Regions from separate parts of the Pan troglodytes genome. Here region 1 is linked to region 2. A link is a contact called in public Hi-C data. All regions are on one chromosome and are shown on one strand. Each heading gives the region's core, a stretch centred on a gene start, on an enhancer-like site or on the middle of the called end of the contact. The rest is flanking DNA. Distances are from core to core; before and after follow the strand shown.

The links. A called contact is a pair of places that touch in the nucleus more often than the background predicts.
Region 1: a Hi-C map of stem cell-derived neural progenitor cells shows a contact between it and region 2, with 3 times the contacts expected there. The contact joins the promoter of HDAC4 here to the enhancer-like site in region 2. A contact is called at or near these places in 1 of 7 Hi-C or Micro-C datasets (stem cell-derived neural progenitor cells) and 1 of 1 datasets of contacts at active chromatin or transcription factors (stem cell-derived excitatory neurons).

What each region holds. Positions count from the first base shown.
Region 1 is chr13:141,594,046-141,598,717 of NHGRI_mPanTro3-v2.0_pri, reverse strand. HDAC4 (histone deacetylase 4) reads left to right here and starts at 1,849. Exons shown (of 27, transcript XM_054679623.2): 1 at 1,849-2,239. It overlaps LOC104005435 (a long non-coding RNA gene), which reads right to left and starts at 1,801. Exons shown (of 2, transcript XR_010149964.1): 1 at 1,672-1,801; 2 at 1,274-1,566.
Region 2 is chr13:141,420,662-141,425,082 of NHGRI_mPanTro3-v2.0_pri, reverse strand. All of the region lies in intron 3 of HDAC4 (histone deacetylase 4), which reads left to right. Among named protein-coding and RNA genes, the nearest start is that of HDAC4, 170 kb to the left of the region's middle. Within about 2 kb of position 2,597, at least 9 of the 24 cell types and tissues checked have an H3K27ac peak or open chromatin away from gene starts, as enhancers often do. A contact at or near this core is called in stem cell-derived neural progenitor cells, where this site is marked.

The DNA.
Region 1 (4,672 bases), core at 600-3,099, 170 kb before region 2:
CCTTTACTTTCTATTATTTTGCATTGATCTGGGCCAATATCACGTTGTTTTCATTTCGGAGCCCACATAACATGTTTTTATTTTCTGGGAGCACAGTTTCTCCCTCATTACTCTTCTTTTTGACTGCTCTCAAATCTTCATTCTTCCAGATGAACTATTTAACGATTTTCACAATTCTCAGGAAGTTCTGTTGGAACTTAGTGTTACATTTAGGTACTTAAAATGTTTTTGCTAATTGAGAATGTTTCATATTTTCTAACACATATGTAAGTGCTTAGCACAAAGCTCACCACATACTGAATATGCAACAATTATTTAATTACCGATTGAATGTTGTCAGTTATCTGAAAGTTACTGTTATTTGTATATAATTGGCCAGCTTGCCGATCGTAGCCAGTCTAGGAGTTCTACCATTTTATTGGATCTACCAACCCTAGATTTTAAAATTTGAGTCTTTGATGCTGGTTTCTTTCAACTGTGAGAACACGGAGATTCCTTTGAGTGTGATTCATTTGACTCTGTCAAATACCTGCATGTGAAGTCCCAAGCGAATGCTCCCAGGCATTGGGGTTGTCACCCCACCTTTCTCCTTATACACAGCTCACAGGATAGCGTGTTTGCTTTCACTGCACACTATCGTACTGAATTGCTCTGCACTGGCTGTGCACCGGTCTCCTTCAGACAGCCCCTCTGACACATAATGGCAGACACAGCCACCCAGGCCAAGTTTCTCTTTTCCAGACATGGCGAGTGAGGTTCTTGCACCATCCACCCAACGTCTGCGTGGTGCCTCACTCTGCTGGAGTGCCTCTCAGGACTCCTGTGAGGTCTAAATGGCACGCAGCAATGGGGCTACCCATTCCTTCTAATGGAAATCTACTTTTTAAAAATTACCTCTGCAAGCATTAGATCCCAGAGCTCGTTTCACGTGACTTTTTGCGCAGGCACTTCTCTTTGTACGTGAAAAACTAACTTTGGTAGACTTACAGGCAGGTTTTAATATTTTCTCGTGATTGTATGTTTTTGAGAATCCTGTCAAATGATATTGAATCTTATCTAGATGTTAGCTAGCTACAGACCCTGTTTCATTCTACATGAAAATTAGATAGTGCACCGTTTCCATCAGCAGCCAAGTCTCCAAAACCCCGTAATTGCTCTCCTTTTCTTCAGCTGTATCTTGTTTTAAAGTTCTCTAATTCACCATTCCTCTCCTTCAAAGTTCAGCCTAAGCATTTCTTGCAATGACCAAAGTTTTCTAATTATTAACGAGATATTTAAGGAAATGTAAAATTGGCATTTTTATTTTGCTAACTGTATTTTTATCCACATAACTAGTTTCCCCCACCAAGAATCACAGGTCGAGAATGCTGTAAAAACGGATCCTTTCTCAGCTCCTAAAAGGAATGGCCTACAATCGAAGCGAACGCGCATCTCCGCCAGGTCCGCAACCACGGGCCCACGCCGTCGGGCCCCACGAACCGGCGCGCGCTGTCAAAGGCGCTTCCTCCCTGGAACGCGGGATTCCGAGGACAGTGTGTGCACTCAAGTTGAAAAGTTGTCATACTCCTGTTGGAAAGAAACGGAAACATCACCACCAGGAGGGTGGCCACTAAAGACCCTCGCCGACACCTGCTGGCAACCAAAGGCGCTTCCGGGGATCTACGGGCCGACCTTTAACTCAACACAAGCCTCCCAAGCCCTGCGGCCTTAAAACAACGCCCACCCGGGCGGTGCGCCGTTCCCGCCACCTCCACGCCTGCCTGGACCCGGACTCGAGACCCTGGCGGCGGGCCGGGCTCCCTCCGCCTGAGCAGGGACGCGGCGAGCGCATCCCACGACCCTCGGCAGCCGTTGCAGGCCTGGCGGACCTACACCCCACACCCTCACGGCTGCGTTCCCGCCGCGGGGCAGGGCGAGGCCCACGGCGCCTGCGCACTCAGTGACCGGGCCGCCCTGCGCCTCAGTGCGCACGCAGCACCACGTGACCCACTACCAGTATCCAAGATGGACGCCGCGGCGAGGCCTGGCCGGCTCCCCGCCTTAGCCTGCACCCCATTGTGTGCCCTCTAAGCGCGAATTAGGCTCGCAGACACGCGGTGCTGACCGCTAGGCAGCCATGCGGGCTACCGAGTGCGACTGGACACGGCCGGGGCCCGTGTTTACGGTCACTACTGGCCCCCGGTCCCTGCGCCTCCTCAACCGCGAAGCACCCAGCGGCTGGCGCCTGGAGCGTCTTTTGGTACGCCCCACCCTCTAGAATTGGCAGCTCCAGCAGCCAATGAGGTCCAGGACGCGTGCGGGGAGGCGGGCAGGGGTGGAGCCTCTCTGCCGCTCATAGGGCATCCGGCCCCGCGGTTGGGCAGCCGCTGGGCGAGGGGTGGGAGCAGACGGGCTGTGCGCAGGTTTCAGCGGGCCAATGGAAGGCCGGCCAGGCGCCCGGGGCGGGCGGGCGGGAGGCGGGGCCGAGCCGTAATTGACGAGCTCTTCATTAGAAACCAGGCGGGAGGGCGGGGCCCGCAAGGGGAGGTGACGCAAGACTGCCGCAGCCAATGGTTGGCGAGCCGCCGGCTGGCTGGGCGGGGCCGGGCCGGCTGACGGGCGTGCGGGGTGGCCTATCGCCGCCTGGCTCGACGCTGGAGGGGGGAGAAGCATCATGGTTCAACGTGGGTCAATTTTTTGTGAATGAGGAGGGGAGGTTGTGGGGCCGCCGCCGCGGAGCACCGTCCCCGCCGCCGCCCGAGCCCGAGCCCGAGCCCGCGCACCCGCCCGCGCCGCCGCCGCCGCCGCCCGAACAGCCTCCCAGCCTGGGCCCCCGGCGGCGCCGTGGCCGCGTCCCGGCTGTCGCCGCCCGAGCCCGAGCCCGCGCGCCGGCGGGTGGCGGCGCAGGCTGAGGAGATGCGGCGCGGAGCGCCGGAGCAGGGCTAGAGCCGGCCGCCGCCGCCCGCCGCGGTAAGCGCAGCCCCGGCCCGGCGCCCGCGGGCCATTGTCCGCCGCCCGCCCCGCGCCCCGCGCAGCCTGCAGGCCTTGGAGCCCGCGGCAGGTGGACGCCGCCGGTCCACACCCGCCCCGCGCGCGGCCGTGGGAGGCGGGGGCCAGCGCTGGCCGCGCGCCGTGGGACCCGCCGGTCCCCAGGGCCGCCCGGCCCCTTCTGGACCTTTCCACCCGCGCCGCGAGGCGGCTTCGCCCGCCGGGGCGGGGGCGCGGGGGTGGGCACGGCAGGCAGCGGCGCCGTCTCCCGGTGCGGGGCCCGCGCCCCCCGAGCAGGTGGGCTCCGGGCCGCCGGGAGTGAGGGCGGGGGCGGGCGGGCGCCGGGGCCGGCCGGGCGCCGTTTATGTAACTTTGTCAAATGCTGTGAGTTTGCAGAAAAACGTCCCTGCCGGGGGTCCGCGGCCCCGCGCTTGTCGTCGCCGCTGCGAGCGCCCGGGGGGTCGCGGGAGGGCGGGGGGCTGCCCGGGACCCGCTCGGCTCAGCCCGCAGGGCGCCAGCAGGCCGAGACGGGGCCCTGTCCCGCTCGGGGGTGGGATCCGCGTTTGCCGGCGTTGCGAAAACACACCACGGAATCATAAGCAAATTATCTCGTATTTACATTGAGCGTTGAATTATTTGACACTGTTATAGCAGGAGACCGTGCGTATCAGTTGGAAAGGCCGGGGGTGGAACCCAGTGTACTCATTTAATGCACATCAAAAATTTGTAATAACTTGAGGCAGCTGATATGAGTGTTTTCTTTATTGCATGTTGTAAATTGACCTGCTGTGACACAATTTTCAAATAAAGCGTTGCAGAAATTAAACTTAAGTTATTTTAAAACTAATGACTTTCTTAACTAAATCCTAATTGCATGACTGTAGAGACCTACCTAATTACTTGCTGAGAGCAGTTCTGCTTGCTCTCCGTGAGGGAGGAAAGGGCCTGTGCAGTCACTTTGCCGCCCCGTTTTTCTCTGTTCAGGCTTTTCTGTTTATTCCCACAAATCACCGAAGCAGTTAAGGCCTGGGAGTAAGCCTGTAAACAGTCCTGGCCCAGCGCCAGCCCAGCAGGACTAGGGGGATACTGGCAGGTTTGCACCTTGACCTGGTTTCACTTTTTCTTTTGTAATATGATCGTAGTTGCCTGGAGTTTTAATTGCTTCTGATAATTCTGTGCATTATTTTCGGGACTGTCCAAGGAAGGCTGGTGTGGTGGTTTCAGGACCTAGCCAGGAAAGGTGGTGGTGGTGGCTGGGGAGAGGGAGGGTGGAAGGGAGGGAGATCGAATTAAGAAAACTCAGCTGCTTGTACACAAATATACACTACAGCAGTTACAAAGCAACAAAAGTTATTGCAGAATTTTGCAGTAACTATGGCAACACAATTACTCTATTATAATTGGAAATGCAAAATGCCACCCAGTTAGAAGTTTCATCAGAATGGAGTTTTGGATATCAAAAATATGTGAAATTTAATTTTTTTTCAGGTAGCTCCTGTGAATTCTAAAATCTGTGTTCAATTACCTATTTTTAAGACTGATCGGGCTTTCCCAGATATTCTACTCTCTGGGATCTGTGGCATCTTTCCCCAGAAGAACTCACATTTGTGTGGGAGGGAAGTATTTTCATGCCTTAAAAACACACACCCCAACACATTGTAAGACTTCTATAGCTTTCTGTGTTCTGGGCTTTTATTTTAGAGAT
Region 2 (4,421 bases), core at 1,348-3,847:
GTATTTTTAGTAGAGACGAGGTTTCACCACATTGGCCAGGCTGGTCTCGAACTCCTGACCTCAAGTGATCTGCCTACCTCAGCCTCCCAAAGTGCTGGGATTACAGGTGTGAACGACTGTGCCCAGCCCTTGTTACTTTATAGTAGAGAATAGTTTTGGACCAGAAGCTGCACCCTCCTGCTTGGTCACTACCTTGTTCACTAGATGTGGTGTCGAGTAATCCTCAAGTTCCAATTCCCCTTCGATGGCTGAAGGCATATTACCTCTTAAGAATTTCAAAAGGTTATTTTTCAAGGTCTGTTCATCCCCATGCCCCCTTCTCCAGTCCTTCCCAATATCTCATCCCTACCCGCCCCTAAACCTTCAGATAGTTCTGTTTTTCTCTGATGCTGTTTGCTTTTTGCCACCTGGAGACAAGTCACTTCTGATTTCTGCTCTCCTTCCCCTCAGATCTGTGAACTCCCATGAGCAGTAACGTCAGGTTTCTCTGGAAACACTGCGGGGCCAAGAACACCATCTTTCACGTGGCGTACACAGCCTGTATTTGCACCCCATTCACTTTCCTCCTAACTCTCACAGTGACAGCTCCCTCCTGCCATCCCGTTCCGGCTCAGTATTGACAGAGGCCAGTGAAAGATCAGGTCCTGGGCTCAGCTGAGTTGCTCCAAGGCCTGGGAGCCTGGCAGACATGGGGGCAGCACAGTCTTCCTGTCTCCCAACGGCCACATGGCCTCCAGCAGGCTGCTCCTTACCTGGTGTCCCGGGGCTGCTTGGTCCTGGGCCAGGGCGCAGGCAGCAAGGGCAAGTGTCTGGCGTAGCGTCTCGCACACAGGAGGGGTCTGTGTTCTCTTGCACTCTTGCTTCCTGGTGCCCTCTGGTGTGCCTGGCCCCAGGTTCGTGGCTCTGCCCTTCCTGCAGCTCAACCACCGTCCCTTCCACCTTCCCATCCCTTTGTGGCAGTGTCCCTAGGAGCGGCTGTCTCAAGTGAAACCCAGCCCAGCTGATGCTGGGAAGCGTAACAACAGGAGGGCTTGAATTGCGTTGAAAATGTGTCTTGAGAGGATGCCTGGTGGATGGAAGCAGCTGGGAGACCTAGCAGAGGGCCCGGGCCACCCTGCAGTGGCAGCTGCTGGACGTGCAGTCCGCTGGACCTGATCTGCAGGGCGATGACTCTCGTGAAGCTGCTGAGTCAGTCACATTTGCCTTCAGAGGGCCCTTCTGGCTTTTAATGGTGTTAGCCCTCTGAGGCTTGCTTGCTCATTTCACCAGGCAGAGACTATGTTCCTCCGCACCCGAGGCATGCCCTCCTGTCCTGGAGCTCCAGGGCTGCCTCCCGCTCCTTCCGCTTGTCTTTGGAGGGCCTGTCTTCCCTTCTCTCTGTCTGCATTTCCCCAGGGTGCTTGTCTGTCTGTCCAGGCTCTGCCTTCTGTGACGACAGTCTTCCTGGCCTTTCTGGTGAGCACGGTATCTGCCATCTGTAGCAGAGGGCACTGAGGCTGGCGGGACCTGCAGGGGCACGCAGGGTGCTGGCCGCTGGGGGCTGCCCGGTCCCACTTGGCATGGTGTCCAGCAGGCTGCTTGGCCCCTGTGACCTCACTGGGAGGGCCCAATGCTGCCTGCCCTGCCCCCATGCTGGGGCAGGAAGACCAGGACACCTCACGTGTAGCTGGCCAGCTTCCACTGGTCCGCAGTTTTCAGTGCTGTTCCATCTCCTTCTCCAGAGGGTAGTAGTCCCTGGGCTCTGCCAGCCACGTGGGGTAAGCGGTGGTTGGGGCCCTGCGCTCCCTGAGCAGATAGTTCATTCTCCTTCACCTCCAGTCCTGGTGCCACCAGCCCCTGTGCCCCGGAGGGCTGTGTGACCGAGACTGGTCTGCCCCTCCCTTGGCCCACCCTGGCTGATGGGTCAGCTTTGCTGTCTCTGATACCTTATTCACCCAGATCCTTTCTGACTTCCAGCATTTTGTGGCTGCTCTCTCATCTCCTGTGTGTGTGTTGTGTTGGTGTGTCTTTCTAAACAATCCACACACTGTTTTAGCAGAATCTTGGAGGGAGCCTGACAACGTGATTGTGTTCACTCCGTTATTTTTGACCAGAAATGCCCTGTGGCTCTGAAATGCCACCCTGTGGCTGGCAGGTGGGACCGTGCCTCCCCACGCGGCCCAGGACACTGCTGCCTGCCAGCCCCGCCCGTGAGCCTGCCGGCCTCACTTTCCAACTGGTTCTTTCCCTGTCCGCAGTGCCTGAGGCAGAAAGATAGAAAGTTTCTCCATCCTGGGTGGACGTTAGATTGTTTGGGTTATCTACATTTATCACACCCCCCCATTACATTTTACATTGTTGTTGTTGCTATCGACCCAAAGATTTCTGAAGAGCTTACTGTCTGCCCTTAGCAAGGAACACGGGTGGTAAGAAAGCAGACGGTTATTGGTTGGGGCGTCGTGGAGAATTGGGGGTGCTGTCTGAGAAATATCCTCTGGGTGCTTCTAAAACCGTCCACACATCCACAGCAAATCTGGATGGGGTGGAGCTGGTGACTGGTTGTTTCTCTACTTTAGAGGGAGAGAGAAAGCTATGTGGCAGTCCCAGCAGTGCCCCTCAACCGTGTTGATACAGAATACAGAGAAATCTCACTGAGTATCTCTCGGGGAGGATTCCACAGTTCTAAGTGATGATTGGTTGGAAGAAAGGATTTTTTTTTCCACTGAGAATTTGGTTTGGTTTGTGTATTCGGAGTGTCACTGGTGGCCGAAGGTATTATCCAGGAATGAATTTTTGCATCATGACATCATTTCTGGTTAAAGGGCTTTTTATCTTTTTTCTTTTATTACCAGCTTTGTGTGCTTTAAGGCTGTGGACTGTAAAATGTATCCAGAGGGCCTGCGGAGCCCCTCAGTGGCATCTGGAAGCCTGTGCTGCCAGGACGAGGGAGATGGCTCTTTGCCGACCCTTGTCTGTGTTAGGGTGTCGCGGTGCAGCTGAAAGGGAGTTCCTTCTCAGCAGCCACATTTGACCCTAATGTCATGTTTTCGCCGTACCAACACCATGTCCCCTACCAGAAGAACCTGCCCATCTTTTAAGGAAGGTTTCCATTTCTGGACCTCACAGCAAGATGCACACACTGTCACGCGTGATGCAGAACCAAACTCAGGCCCTCTGTGTTTCCAACGAGGGGCTCCGAGGGGCCGTCAGAGCCAGGTGTCTGACCAGGTGAGGGAGGACTGGAGGTGTCCCTTGGGTAGCAGGTACGTGGCCACGGGCGAGGGGAAGAAATTGAAGGCGGTTTAGTCAGGCGCCTGAGGAAGGGGCTGGCACTTCTTTCAGTTCTACAGCCGTCAGCCGAGCACCCAGCCCTGCGTGGGCCTTCCTGGGCGGGCCTGCCCTCCCCTGCGGACCTGCCTTCCCCGCCTTCCTGGCTTCCCTCTCCTGCTCTTGAGCCCAGCCAGGCTCCACCCCTCCATCCAGGTGTTTCTCATTCCCCCCTGGGGTGGGGGCACCCTTCAGGCGGTGGGAGTCCAGCTATGCTTTACTCTCCCGCAGACCGGCTTCTGCCTTCGTGGATCTGCTCTTGTGGGTGTGTTCTCTGTTTTATTAATTCCTGTTTTAATAGCTGTTCTCCTTTCTCTGCATTTATTCGGATATGCTTGTTCTTTTAGGTTGAACATTTCACTTGTTAATTTTTAGCCCTTCTTCCTTTCGGATGGAGGCATTCAGGGTTCTGTGCAGTGCTTCCCTTGGGGTTCAAATGAGGCTGCTTTGGATAAGTTCTAATTTGTATTATTTAATTTGTAAAGCATATTACATTAACACTTCATAAAGTCTTGGTGTTTCTCAAGAGAGTTATTTTGAAATTTGCTTTATGGTTCCTTTTTTATTTGAAAAAATGAAATATTTAGAAGTGTTTTTTGTTTCCCGAAAGTCTGAATTTTCCAAGTCATCTTTTTTGTTATTCATTTCTAATTTACTCCATTCTGGTTAGAAATTACCCAGCCGTTGAATTTTACTGAGACTTGCTTTGTGGTCAGTTTTTATGAATCTTTAATATATGTGTGAGAAGATTTTGAATTCTCTAGTAATTGGGTGCTGGATTCTAAATATGCTCATTAATTTCAGCTTATTGATTGTAAATTACCTACAATATTAGAACATGTGAGAGGCGAGAATCGCTGTGGAGGAGAGTGAGCAGTCAAGGACTGGGGATTCAGGAGGGTGGATTTCTGCGTTCAACTCATTCATTCATTCACTCATTCATATTGATTGGGCCTTCTAATGCCATCCCCTGCCCTTGGCATATGGGATACGTGTATTTATGATTGACACAGAGACCCCTATTTCATGGTGCTCATGTTACCCTGGGAGGAAGAGAGGAAACTAGTAAAGGCAATGAGTAAACAGTAGAGCAGGGAAGGCAGAGCGGGGCTCGG